Regions from separate parts of the Mus musculus genome. Here all the other regions are linked to region 2. The links are chromatin contacts, called in public Micro-C maps. All regions are on one chromosome and are shown on one strand. The core of a region is the stretch at or near the end of the contact, and the rest is flanking DNA. Distances in the headings are between cores, read along the strand shown.

What was found. Hi-C and Micro-C count contacts between places; a contact is called where the count stands out from the background.
Region 1: a contact with region 2 is called in a Micro-C map of granulosa cells, with 2.7 times the contacts expected there. The contact joins the promoter of Sgpp2 here to the enhancer-like site in region 2. A contact is called at or near these places in 9 of 39 promoter capture datasets (the HPC-7 cell line, cranial neural crest, embryonic stem cells and 5 more), 20 of 484 Hi-C or Micro-C datasets (the HPC-7 cell line, Sertoli cells, adipose-derived mesenchymal stem cells and 14 more), 1 of 115 datasets of contacts at active chromatin or transcription factors (embryonic stem cells) and 2 of 9 other capture datasets (adipose tissue and pancreatic islet).
Region 3: a Micro-C map of granulosa cells shows a contact between it and region 2, with 2.5 times the contacts expected there. The contact joins two enhancer-like sites. A contact is called at or near these places in 12 of 484 Hi-C or Micro-C datasets (the C2C12 cell line, the G1E-ER4 cell line, the HL-1 cell line and 6 more), 1 of 115 datasets of contacts at active chromatin or transcription factors (embryonic stem cells) and 1 of 9 other capture datasets (embryonic stem cells).

The regions. Positions count from the first base shown.
Region 1 is chr1:78,308,423-78,312,392 of GRCm38.p6, reverse strand. Sgpp2 (sphingosine-1-phosphate phosphatase 2) reads right to left here and starts at 2,047. Exons shown (of 5, transcript NM_001004173.2): 1 at 1,891-2,047. The coding sequence starts at 1,974.
Region 2 is chr1:78,410,628-78,414,617 of GRCm38.p6, reverse strand. The region is part of intron 4 of Sgpp2 (sphingosine-1-phosphate phosphatase 2); the gene reads right to left. It also overlaps the pseudogene Gm19072. Among named protein-coding and RNA genes, the nearest start is that of Gm51634, 56 kb to the right of the region's middle. Within about 2 kb of position 1,742, at least 11 of the 459 cell types and tissues checked have an H3K27ac peak or open chromatin away from gene starts, as enhancers often do. A contact at or near this core is called in granulosa cells and stem cell-derived cardiac mesoderm, where this site is marked.
Region 3 is chr1:78,345,470-78,349,859 of GRCm38.p6, reverse strand. The region is part of intron 1 of Sgpp2 (sphingosine-1-phosphate phosphatase 2); the gene reads right to left. Among named protein-coding and RNA genes, the nearest start is that of Gm51634, 9.2 kb to the left of the region's middle. Within about 2 kb of position 2,124, at least 35 of the 459 cell types and tissues checked have an H3K27ac peak or open chromatin away from gene starts, as enhancers often do. A contact at or near this core is called in granulosa cells, where this site is marked.

The sequences.
Region 1 (3,970 bases), core at 798-3,297, 100 kb after region 2:
CAGTTCAAGGCTAGCCTGGGCTACAGATCCATACAGTTAAAAAACAAACAACAACAAAAAACCCCAAGAAAACAAAAAACAAAAACAAACAAACAAACAAAAAACACTGGAAGGGCTGTTCAGCCACCACCTGGTTTGTAAAAACCAAGGGAGAAAGAAAACAGGGCTGTGGGCAGAGTTATCCCAGTGGCCCCCTTGAAGCCCTGTGAGTTATCTGGGGGCAGGGATGCAATTACTTCTCAGGGGGAACGTTCCATGTGTTTGTTAAGGATTAACCTTTCCACATCTTTTAAAATGAACCTAAAAACAAAAAAAACCTCATGAACCCTTCCCTTATCAAAAGGTCTTGAGTTAATTTTTTTCCTGTTATGGCTACTACAGGGATTTAATATCCTGAACTTTCAGTTTTCTTTTACTTATTTCATGGACTTCAGTAATCCAAGCGCTGGGAACGAGAACCCCACTCCTTGATTCCCCAGACTATCTGGGACTACAAGAAGGAAGAAGCCTTCCCCAGAATGTGCAGGCAAGTAATCAAGGGGATTGTGTAAAAACAATTTAAGAAACATTAGTGGAAAAATTCAGTCCTGAATGAGGAAGAGCAGGTACAGGGGAGACAAGTCGGATAGAGTGCAGCCCCCCACCCCCACCCCCGCGCTGGTCCTGAGCCTAAACAGAGCGCCTGTACAGGAAAACGCTTCCCGTGGGGGTGGGGCATTGGGCTTATGTGCTAGCACCTTTTGAGGCAAGGCTCTGGCAAAGAGAGATGTCTTGAATTAATCTCAAAGCTATCAGCATGCCGTGAAGTAACTATAAAGTGAAAATATTTTGAAGAATTTCTCTAGCTGAGAATACACAACTAGCCTACTGCCACTTTTCAAATGAATTCTGTAATTTGATGCCTCTATTATTCTGTCCTACACAAGCGCCAGGTTCTTAAGTAGTTATCTATATATAAGGACGTGTCACCTTCCAGTCACCAGAATCTCTCAGAAAGAATAAAACACTGAAGAAGGGGGGTGGGGGAGGCGGAGTAGAATTGCTTCTGTCCTGGTTTGTTATTTTCTACTTAAGCCGAGGGAAAGGGCAGCTGCTGGTGGTGCCCAAGGGAGACAAGCTTTCCTAGCTGCCATCTGCCGCCTGCCTGGTCCTTTCAGCCTGGAGGAGTCCCTGTGCACCTCATAACGCAAAGCTGCAGTAGGGTTGTATAACCTTGCTCCGGATGCAAAGCATCTACCGAAAAGGCCGTAAGAGCCAATCATAAAAGACCAACCAGTGCCTCCAAAACTAGGGGGACGTCGGGAGGGAGACAGTGTTGAACTCCCATCTCTGAGGTTAGGTTAGCTGGGGGGCGGGGCTGTGAATTCCCAGAGGAGTCCAGGGCGGGTGTTCAGCAAAGCAAAGCGCGCGACTGGGATGTCTGCACGGAGTAGGAAGGGGGGATGCGGCAGCAACCTAAGGACTTTGAGGAGTTCTCAGGCTGTGTCCCAGGGAAGTGCCAAGGACATCCCCGCTCCTCTTTTCAGTTACGTAACTCTCACACTTTGGGTGGAATCTAACGAACTTACTCACTAAAGTAATTAAAGTAGAAAGTCTTTCCGCGGATGCATGCAAAGGTGGTGTCTGAAAAGAAGTGACTGACTGCCACCTGCAGCGAGAAAGGGTGGCATCGGGTGACTGTTCCCCGCCGTGCCCTTCCTAGGATGGAAGCCGGGTGGCGGCGGTTGGAGCCCTCCAATCCCCATCTAGGAGTCACCCGGAGCCGCAGGTAAGCAGGCGGCCGTCGCCCTCCTCCCCAACGGCAGACACCGAATCCCGGTTGTCGGAGAGATGAGAGACCTCCGGGACCCCTGTCGCCCACTTCGAAAGGCCCTTCTCCCTAGGACTGACCTCCCGCGCTGGGAAGAGCCCGCAGCGGCGCTGGAAGCGCGCCACGAGCTGTGAATCCCGCAGGCTCCGCAGCAGTTCGGCCATGGTGAGCCGTGACCCCGTTCCTCCGACCCGCAGCCACGCGCGTCCGTGTCCTCAGCGTGCGCCCTGGCCTCGCGTTCCGCAGCCCGATGCTCCCAGCGCAGGACGGGCGGGGCGCGGTGCCAGCCAACAGGTGCGCCACCCGGGTCCTAGCGCCCGCCCTACACGCGGGCAAGCCCAGGTGTCCGCCACCACCTTGCACACGTCACCGTCCCCTTCCTAGCCAACCGGGCGGCCCCAGCCCCTTACCTGCCTGCTGGAGAGTGTGCTTGCAACTGCGTGGACGGGTCCACGTGCATGACCTATGCGCCATCCCCACTCCCGCGCATCCTTCCAAGTGCTGCCGGAAGCCTGGACGCTTTGTGACCCTCCTTTCAAATCTGGAGTTCAAGGTGAAACTGGTCGCCACTACACATGTGTCCCCCACATCCCAGCTCCCTGCCCCAACCTTTGCTTGTTTTCTGAAAGACTTAATTCCCAGGGAGTCTGGTTCCTAGGGAGAATTCTCAGTGATTTCTAAACTTCCTGAAATGTTTCCTTCTCACAGGCCAGTCACCTCATTCAAATTTGAGAAAGAATAGCAGAAATGCGGAGAGTCAACCCGGGTGATTTTATGGAAAAATAGAAATCTCTTTCTCTCTCCTACCCGCTGTGTGTGTGTGTGTGTGTGTGTGTGGTCTCTCTCTCTCTCTCTCTCTCTCTCTCTCTCTCTCTCTCTCTCTCTCTCTCTCTCTCTCTCTCTTCCTCTCTTTCTCCCTCCCTCCCACATACCTCCTCCCTTTTGGCCTTGGGAAGACTTTAGACCCAAAGGGAACAAGGTACTGAGCGACTACCAGGCGCCAGCCACTGCTTAGAAGAGCAAAGGAAACGTCCTGCAGATGGTTTTTCCTGAGCTTTCCTAAACCTCCCTTCCGGGTCTCTGAGATCCTAAGATGACCTCTGTACCTCATTGCAGGGAGTGAGAAGCAACAGTTAAACGAGGGCCAGGTGATTGGCCTGCAGCAAAACTATAATCCAATCCTTAGTTGGGAACAGAAGGCTGCGGGGGGGGGGGGGGGGGTTTCCTGGCCGCCCTTTTAAAGCCTGCTATTTGGCGGAATAAAGGACCGTGCATGAACACCTGCCACCACCCTTGCTTATCCAGTTGTCCTTCTAGGCTGGGAAGTCTTCGGTTCCTGATACGTGAAGATGATCTGGTCCCCTCTCATTCCAGTTTTCTGACTCCCTTGTTCCTTAGTCCTATCTGGAGAACATGTCAAGGTCGCTAAGTCAGCAGTGGCTTGTTCAGAGATTCTATTTTCTTTCCTCTTCCAGAGGAAAATGCAGCCCTATGTCATACTCAGTCATGTGTGGCTGAAAAGGCAGTTGCCTCCACCCCTAGTGCTGTAGTGATTTTTGTTTTTAAAGATTTATTTATTTATTTTTATGTGTATGAGCACACCAGAAGTGGGCATCAGATCCCATTACAGATGGTTGTGAGCCACCATATGGTTGCTGGAGTTGAACTTAGGACCTCTGGAAGATCAGCCAGTGCTCTTAACTGCTGAGCCAGCATTTCAGTCCTCTCCCACCCCCAAAGTTTGATTTTAACAGCTGACATTACAGTAGCTCCCAACCTGAGCCTTTATACATTTAAAGAATATGTTCTCCCAGGAAGACCCTTGAATTGCATGTCTCCTAAATGGGTCGCTCCAACCTTTCTATTTCAGAAAGAGAGAGAGAGAGAGAGAGACAGAGAGAGAGAGAGAGAGAGAGAGAGAGAGAAACCTAAAAATATGTCAAAATATGTCATACTTAATGTGGTACCAAATTAGATTTCTTTCAGGTCTTTGACTCAAGTTTTTAGTGACTCATGAACCCTGAGATAAGTCACCGTGGTTTTTGTTTCCTTCTATGATGAGACACTAGTCTTCATTTATTGTCTTTCTTAAGAGACTGTTGTGAAAATCTTCAGAGGCATCACGAGCCAGTTACAGCAATATGCACTGTGACAAAGGTC
Region 2 (3,990 bases), core at 493-2,992:
TGCCTTCAGTGAGGACTGCAGCTGCCAACGCTGTCCTGTTGGTACCTGAGAAGAAGCAGAGATGCTTTCTCCATGACTAGTGGAGTAGACACAAAGTCTCCACTCACCAAGCACTTGGGTTTGTGTGGAGTGAGTGGTCAGGAGCACAGACGGTTCTCAAGGTTGTTCAACAGTCCTCGTTGACCAAGAACGCACTCGCACGGCTCAGCGGCTAACTCAGGATGCGGGATCACCCCAGTAGGTGGAGTTTGTCCTGCTCAAGTTTCTCTGCGATTGAAATGGGGGTCAACATGTATGTTTCCGTTGGATCCATCGTGGATAGAGCTCTGTACCCAGAAAGCTCAGCAACGGGAAGGAACTATGTGAGTGAGAATATCTACCTTGTAAAAAGGTACACAGGGGACCTCCATCTCGAGGATGCCATTCATGTGCCCGTCTTACCTGCCAAGAGCAGGTGACAGAAGCTAACAGGAGCTGGGATCTGTGAGGCAGACAGCTTTTGGAGGCTCTGCCCACCTGGATTTAAAGATCTCCTGGCTGCTATAACATTTTAAGGAACTGAATAGACAACCCAATTTCAGATAATATATTTATTTCCTTGCATGGCTTTAGAAACACTTTGTTGAGCAGAGTTTTTACATGCTTATTTCTACACGGCTTAAAAGGATGATGTTTTTAAAATGACACAGCATAGCAAACCGTTAAATCCTCCAATAAGTAACGAGGCAAGCTGCTGGGTAGTATATGTAAGACATGGTTCTATTTTGACTGACAAAAAGCTTGGAACACAGGCAGGTACATATTTGCAGAGCAGTGCACTTGGGTACACAGTAGGGAAGGGGACTCCACACTGGAATTCTCTATCACCTGGATGTGCTTTTTATTTCCTTTGGATTTATGTGAAATTGAATTAAGCACCTGAGTCTGCCCATGCACGGCGGGGTGAGCAGGGACCTCCGTGCAGAGGGTCCGCTGAGGACCAGAGTATTTTGTCTATGTGTTTAAAGGAACACTACTGTTAAGAGTTGGAGACAGCTCGTCACCTCCGCCAGTCTTGACCCCGAAGGAAGTCAACAGGGATAAAAGGGGCATTTGCCTCATCCACAGAGATAAAGCAGCTCAGGTCCCTTCTGGAAGAAAGTCTCCCAAGGCCAGATGGCTCACTCTTCCTTGGCCCTCCAGCCATGGTTGCTCTTGCGGCTGCCTTGATGGCTGCAGGTCTCATGGAGACTGACAGATTAATCAGTCGAAACTCTCTTCCCAGAAGGTCCTAGGTTGTGCCACACTCTTCCCCCATCTGATCCAGAGTGCAGCCAGGAATCTACACTCTGCATAGTCCCCAGCATAATCTGGATTCAGTGAATGTAAAGTTAGAACAAAAGTAAATAAACCCAGGGACAGCAGCCTAGAGCCTGAGCACGGTCCAAATCCTCAACAGGTTCCAGGAATTCCGCACTGCTTTCCCACGGCACGCAAATGGGTCTGCTTGCTTTCTGAAATTTTAAACTTTTTTGTTTTGTTTTGTTTTTTGAGCCAGGCGTGGTGGCCCACCCCTTTGATCCCAGTACTTGGGAGGCATGCAGGCAGATCTCTCTGAGTTTGAGGCTAGCCTGATCTACACAGTGAGTTGGAGCATGGGCAACTTCTACTTAGAAAGAAAAAGACTTCCCTAATAACCATTAAGGGTTCCCTGGGGAGAGGCGGGGCCTCATGAGCCCCGCCCCTTTCCCTGATAGGCTACTTCTGGGCGCTGTCCTGAGCAGGTCTTGGGATTGCTTCTGCTGCTGTAAGTTCCTGAGTGCAAGGCCAGGTCCTGAAAACATCTTTTCACAGCGCACTTCCCCGTGCTCTGGCCTTGGTCTTTCTTTCTGCTCTCTCTTCCACAGCGTTCCCTGAGCCTTAGAGGGCGTGGTGCAGATGTCCTGTTTAGGACTGTGCTCTCAAGAGACACTTAGTTCCATATTCTGACCAGTTCTTGGTCTCTGCCCACGTAACCGCTGTCCACTGCAAACAGAAGCTTCTCTGGTCAAGGCTGAGCCCACTTGCTGTTTGTTAAACACACCGAGGACAGTTTTGTATTCCTTTCAGAAGCTAAGTGTGCTCCAGCCATCTCTACCTGGCAAGTTCTTACAGCTCCTCTCTAAGGCTCGGCTCTAGGGCTATGCCTCTCTCACGCACTGTCATGTATCCCCACAGTTGGCAGTGATCTCCCTTGGCCCTGAACGAAAGGCTAAGAGCACACTTCATACACTTGCCTTATTTTGTCTTTGCTGTGATGAATACTTTCCTCTGGGCTCATTAAAAGTTTCCGGCCAGAAAGTCAAGGTTGAGCTAAGGTTGCCGATTTATTTGCAGTCTTTCTCAAAGCGTCAGGACTAGAGTAGACCAGACACTAGCTGGCAGAGTCAGGAGGCTGGGGTGTTGGCTACCCATTGTTTCAAAGTATAAATAAGAATTTACCCTGGTTCCTCCTGTCTTCTTTTGTAATTATGGTTGCCAAAGTCCCTGACATCTGGTTGGAATAGTCTTTATAAACTTAATTGTGTTCATCTTCAATCCAAACTAAATTATTTTAGTCCACAGCCCCAGCATTTGAGGCAAAACTAATTTTAGCCATCATGGCCGAATATGGAGTTTTCCCCCTCCCTTCTAGTCATACATTTGGATTTTCATCCATGGAAAGTGATACTATAATAAAGGTATTTAGGTATTTTCATAAGAAAGACACTTGAGCCATATCTAGTGAGATTTCCAAGTTGGGGACTGTAAATCTCTTATAACAAAATTATTTTGTAAATACTTCTACATAGAAGAACTGCAAATGCTCTAAGCTTTATTTTTAAATAACTTTCCTTGAGACAAGGTCTTATTCTGTAGCTGAGGCTGGTTCTACCACTAGTCTCAAAACAAAACAAATAAAACAACCCCCCCCCCCCAAAACCCCCAAACCTTCAAAAACATTTCCAGAGATGAACATTTCCACTGTTGCTTAGGAAAGCCACAAGTGGCCATTCTGCTTCTCAGCACACCAGGTGCCACTCAGATGGCTCCTCGAAAGATGCCTGTTTGGTGCCAGGATGTGTGTGCTCATCTGGGAATGTATTGAGCGCTTCCTGTATGCAGTGATTGAAGAACCATTATAGGGGGTCCGTGTGTAACAGTTCAGAAAGACACTGGGCATTTCAGGAAGCCATCCCCGCTCTCATGCTCTCGAGAGAAGAGTTTCAAGGTAGAGACACCAGGTAGTACTTGGTGTAAAGTATACAACATTACATAAACGCTCAGACCTATGATTCTACTTAAAATTGTTCAGGAAAGTTCCCATCACCTTGGTGCCAAGGAGTCTACTCGGTTGGTGGAGCACTTGCCTAACGTGCAGGAAGCCCCAGCGTCAGCCTGGAGTAAAACTAGGGCATAACACCATAGCACCTCTTAGCCCAGAACTCAGGGCATTGGAGGCAGGAAAGTCAAAAGTTCAAGGGCATCTCCAGACACAGAGTGAGTCCAATGACAGCTTAGAATACAGGAGGCTTTGTCTCAGGAAGGAAGGAAGGAAGGAAGGAAGGAAGGAAGGAAGGAAGGAAGGAAGGAAGGAAGGAAGGAAGGATTCGTTTACACTTGAAAAAAACATGCTCCAAATGCAAGCAAGAAAAATTAGCCTAAAGAGGCATGCATCACAGAGAGACTGAAAAGGCATAGGCTGAACACGTCCTGTGGTTCACACACACACACACACACACACACACACACACACACACACAAATTAGACGAGGAAGCTCACCGCTTCCTTATTTAATAATAGAGGATGAAGATTTTCCATTTGAAAAGACACATGTCTGGAAATCTCATGTCCATCCCCATGGCTTCAAAGTTAGCAATAAGTGAGATGTAATGAAAATAATACACACACAAACACACACACACACACACACACACACACACACACACATGCATGGCTGAGATATCAGAAGGAAATAAGATGGGCTTTCT
Region 3 (4,390 bases), core at 875-3,374, 65 kb after region 2:
AAACCCAATTACCTCAATACCAAGCCAAGGTTTTATCTGAGGACTTCCTTCTTCCTTGGGTACAGAGCTTCTAGCTGGCTACTTTTTCTATCCGAGACTCTCATGTGAGAAGTGTGTGTGACACAGAGAAGGATGGAGCACAAAGGTAGTTGCGCCACAGGACTCCCCCTCCCCCATATCTTAAATCTCCTTTCCACTTTCTACGAGTCTTAAAGAACCCAGGAGGGTAAGAACAAGACAGGGCTTGGGGAACATTTTCCCTCTTTGGTCCATCCCACCCTCCCAGAGATGACTTGTCCCTTTTTGGCAGCAGACATCATTGTGTCACCGGGATGGACCAGACTGGGAAGGACATGCTGGCAACAGGAGAGGGCACTCCATCCAGAGGGCCTGGCCTTCCCCATACCCCTCCTAAGTCTTTTCTACATGCAAAGCCTGTAAGGTTCCCCTTCAGCCTCCTCCACAGTTTCAAATTGTTGCTCCCCACTGGAAGGGTGGGTCTAATGGAGCTTAAAATCACCAGTCACAAAAATAAACTCAGGAAGAGCTTTGAAATTGTGTATACACACATAAAAGGAACACTAAAGAAACAGCACACAATGAAGAAACAATGGGCTCCCCACCCAGTCCATTGCTGACCCTCTGGTTTCTTTGTGCCCCGTGACTTATCGTTTTAACTTTATTTTTGAGACGAAAGCTTGAGTTTTTTATATTTCCTTTTCTTCCCTGGTATCTGATTTAGCCCTTGCTTTTCTGATGAACACATTTCACTTGGAACCATCTGAAAAGTCAAAAGCGAAAGCCAACTTACCCATTGTCCCACCCCTCAGGTTCAGCCTCTTTGAACATGTCTGCTGTCCCCTCCCACTGCAAAGCCCTGGGTGGGTATAGGTGTTTTCACTCAACTGTGACTGTGTTCACCTTAAATGTAGCATTACTTAACATGCCCCGAGCCTTTTACAAGGTCTGAGGACTTTTGTTTCGTTTTTGTTTTGTTTTCAAGAAGTGGTTTCTCTGTGTAGCCCTGGCTATCCTGGAATTCACTCTGCAGACTGGGCTGGCCTCAAACTCAGAGTTCTGCTTGCCCCAGCCTCTGAAGTACTGGAACATATTCTTCATCCTGGTTTTGACTCCATCTTTGCTACATTGCACTTTTTCCTTCACCCTTGTGTCAGAGGAGGCAAAGGCTGGCAAGGGCACCCAAGAAGCCCCCTAAGCACTAGTGGTTACAGGACCAAAGACACTTCCAGCGAGACTTCCTTGCCCCCACCTGCAAGAGCACATGGAAGCATCGTGTTTTGTATTCTACTCTCTCACACATTCACACGGACAGTGCTCTCTGAATCTTCCCAAGACCTTAAAGTCTCTCAGCCTTGCTTCCTGCCTCCTCCCTCTCACCATGTACAGCACTGTACCACCGTGCCTGACTCTTTCACCCTGTGCAAAAGCTTTGGGGGTAAACTTTAAGGTCATCTAAGGGCCACAGCTCAGGCATGCCGCTGAAGAAATGAAGTCTGACTTGAGAATAGGCATGGGCCATACCATGAGCCAAGGCAGAAGAACCATTCTGTATCCATCTTACAGCAGGTGAGGTGAAGCCCTCTGTGGGTGGGAAGTCCATAAGCCTACTCAACTTGCTGCAACCTTTGGCTGAGTTACAAGGAGAGGAGAAGCTCAGAGGGTCTGGGTGTTCTGACACCCTGGACCTAATGGCACATCTGTTGGACACCTCTGAGCTGCCATGTTCTGCTGTGAGCCTGCAAAAGCAGCTTCCCTTATCAAGGCATTGGGAAGACCAAATGAATGTGCATGGCGAACACATGTGGTGAATCAGACACATGGTTTCTGCTTAATCAATAGTAGGAGTGCTTGCATTATTTCTATTGATAGTATAAAGGGAAAGGATTACAGAAGGCTATCTGCTCTTGGTGGGATATACAGCAAAGAAAGCAAACAAATTTAAGAGAAGAGAGAAAAAAAAAAACAGGATGAAAGAGAAAGAGGCAAGGAAACTATCTTGGAAGGGTGACTCAGACTTTGACAGAGAGGAAGGGGGAAGGAGGCTCTGCCTGTGAGTGACCTCTGCATGCTCCCATCTTCTATCTGAAATTAAAACTGAGAACTCAGCGAGCCTCTCGGTCCATCCAGATGAGTAATGCCCGCGTCTGTGTCAGGCCTTGGCTTTGCCATGTGGGATTTGATGATAGTTATTTAGTAAGAAACCACAGGAACCAAAACAATTTGATGAAACCCAGAGAAAGTGAGTCTTTCTTTCATGGATGGCAACTGAATGCCACAGGCTGAGGGCCGACCCACCCTGAATTCTCCCGCAGGCTCTGGGCTTCATCCAGGATGCAGCACCACCGGCGGCGTAGGACACTGGGGATTCCTGCGCAGTAAACACGGACTGTGGTTCCTACACCTACAGACACAGACCTCAGGGATGGCCAAGTGTGCTGACTGTGGTTCTCATTGCTTCCCACAGGAAGACGCTTTCCAGAAAGTACTGGCTGACCTCAGCTGATAATCCTGATGTGTCAGAAATGGCACAAGAACTATGACTTCTCGGTAAGGAAGGAAACTAGACCTTAATGGCTTGTCTCTGTCGTCTCTGCGCATCCAAGGGAAACAATAAATCCGGGTGACTGTGGGCTCAAAGACTTGGAAGGAAGAAAAAGAACATTTAAAGTCTTGTACCTTCATGTCAGAATGGCTGATAGAGTCAGGGGTGATAGCACACGCCTTTGATCCCAGAGGTAGGAGGATCTTTTGGAATTTAAGGACAGTCTGGACTACATATCAAGTTCCAGGTCAGCCAGGGCTACATAGTGAGACCCTTCTCAAAAAACAAAACATAAAGAGGGTGGCTGATGGAGGTCCCCACCAATCACCCCCATCAGAGAAGACTGCCATATTAAACCAGTTATACATCTCATCAGACTGCCATGTATGGGCACTTCTCTAGTTAAAAGGATGTCTTCAGTAGCATCTAAGCCCTTGTCCATTGAAGTGTGGCTTCTAGACAGCAGCATGGATGTCACATACAAATTCGGATTCCTAGCCCCTCAAAAGGATCCAAAGATCTAGAGTCCCCTGGAATTGTGACGAGGGTCTCTCGTGCTTCGATCACACATTGAAGTGTGAAAGGGCTAATATGTGAGTAGAACGGTGTGAGCTGTCTCCACTAAGAATCCATTACACTCCAGAACACATTGAGATCCTGTTATAACTGTGAACAGAAACTGCTTACAGATGTTTTGCTTAATTTTTTTTCTTTTATTTTCATTTTTTGAAGTTCTGGGGCTCCAGAGCTCCACCCATACCAGGAAAGTTCTCCATGGGCTACACCCCGAGTCCTAGGGATGGCCTATAGAACTGTCTCCTGAGTATGACTTTTGCTGTTGATCACCAGAGCAACTGCAATTACCTGTCTGTCAGAAAAGGCATTCAAAACTGATTCTCAGAATCCATGTTTAAAAAGCCAGGCTTTGTGGCATGCACTCATAATCCCAGACTTGGAGAGGTGATGGCCAGCCAGCAGAGCCTAACTGGAGAGCTGCAGGCCAATGGGAGATCCTGACAAAAACAAAACAAAACAAAACAAAACAAACAAACAAACAAAAAAACAAAAACAAAAAAACAATCAACAACAACAAAGCCCAACAAGGTAGACAGCTACTTAGGAATAATGCCCAAAGCTGACCTCTGACATGTGGTTCACAAGATAGCATATAAGTGGCACATCTCATCTAAAAATTTATAAACAGTTCACAATTGTGAGGGGTGGAACTCCTTAGTAGTGTGGCCACCCATAAGTTGCCCACAGCCCTGTAGCAAACCCCTTATCCATTATTCTATAGGTAATTTCAATTCAATCCACTGGCCTGCCAAGCTAGACCTGAGTAGAATTTTATTTTTGGTCAGTCTTGATGCCTCACCTAGACATTTATTTTTATATTCCCAGGAAAAATCAGAGAGAGAGACTATAAAAGTGTGAAGGCAAAAGGAGACGGTGGCTCTCATGACTTTTCCTTACATGTACATAATGTCATACATGCACATAATGTCATACATGTACATAATGCCATACATGTACATAGTGTCATACATGTACATAGTATCATACAAGTACATGTCATACAAGTACATAATGTCATACATGTACATAGTGTTATACATGTACATGGTGTCATACATGTATATAATGTCATGCATGTACATAGTGTCATGCATGTACATAGTGTCATGCATGTACATAGTGTCATGCATGTACATAATGTCATGCATGTACATAATGTCATACATATAATGTATTTTATTTATTTTAAGTATGATAGTACACTGACACTCTCTTCAAACACACCAGAAGAGGGCATCAGATCTCATTACA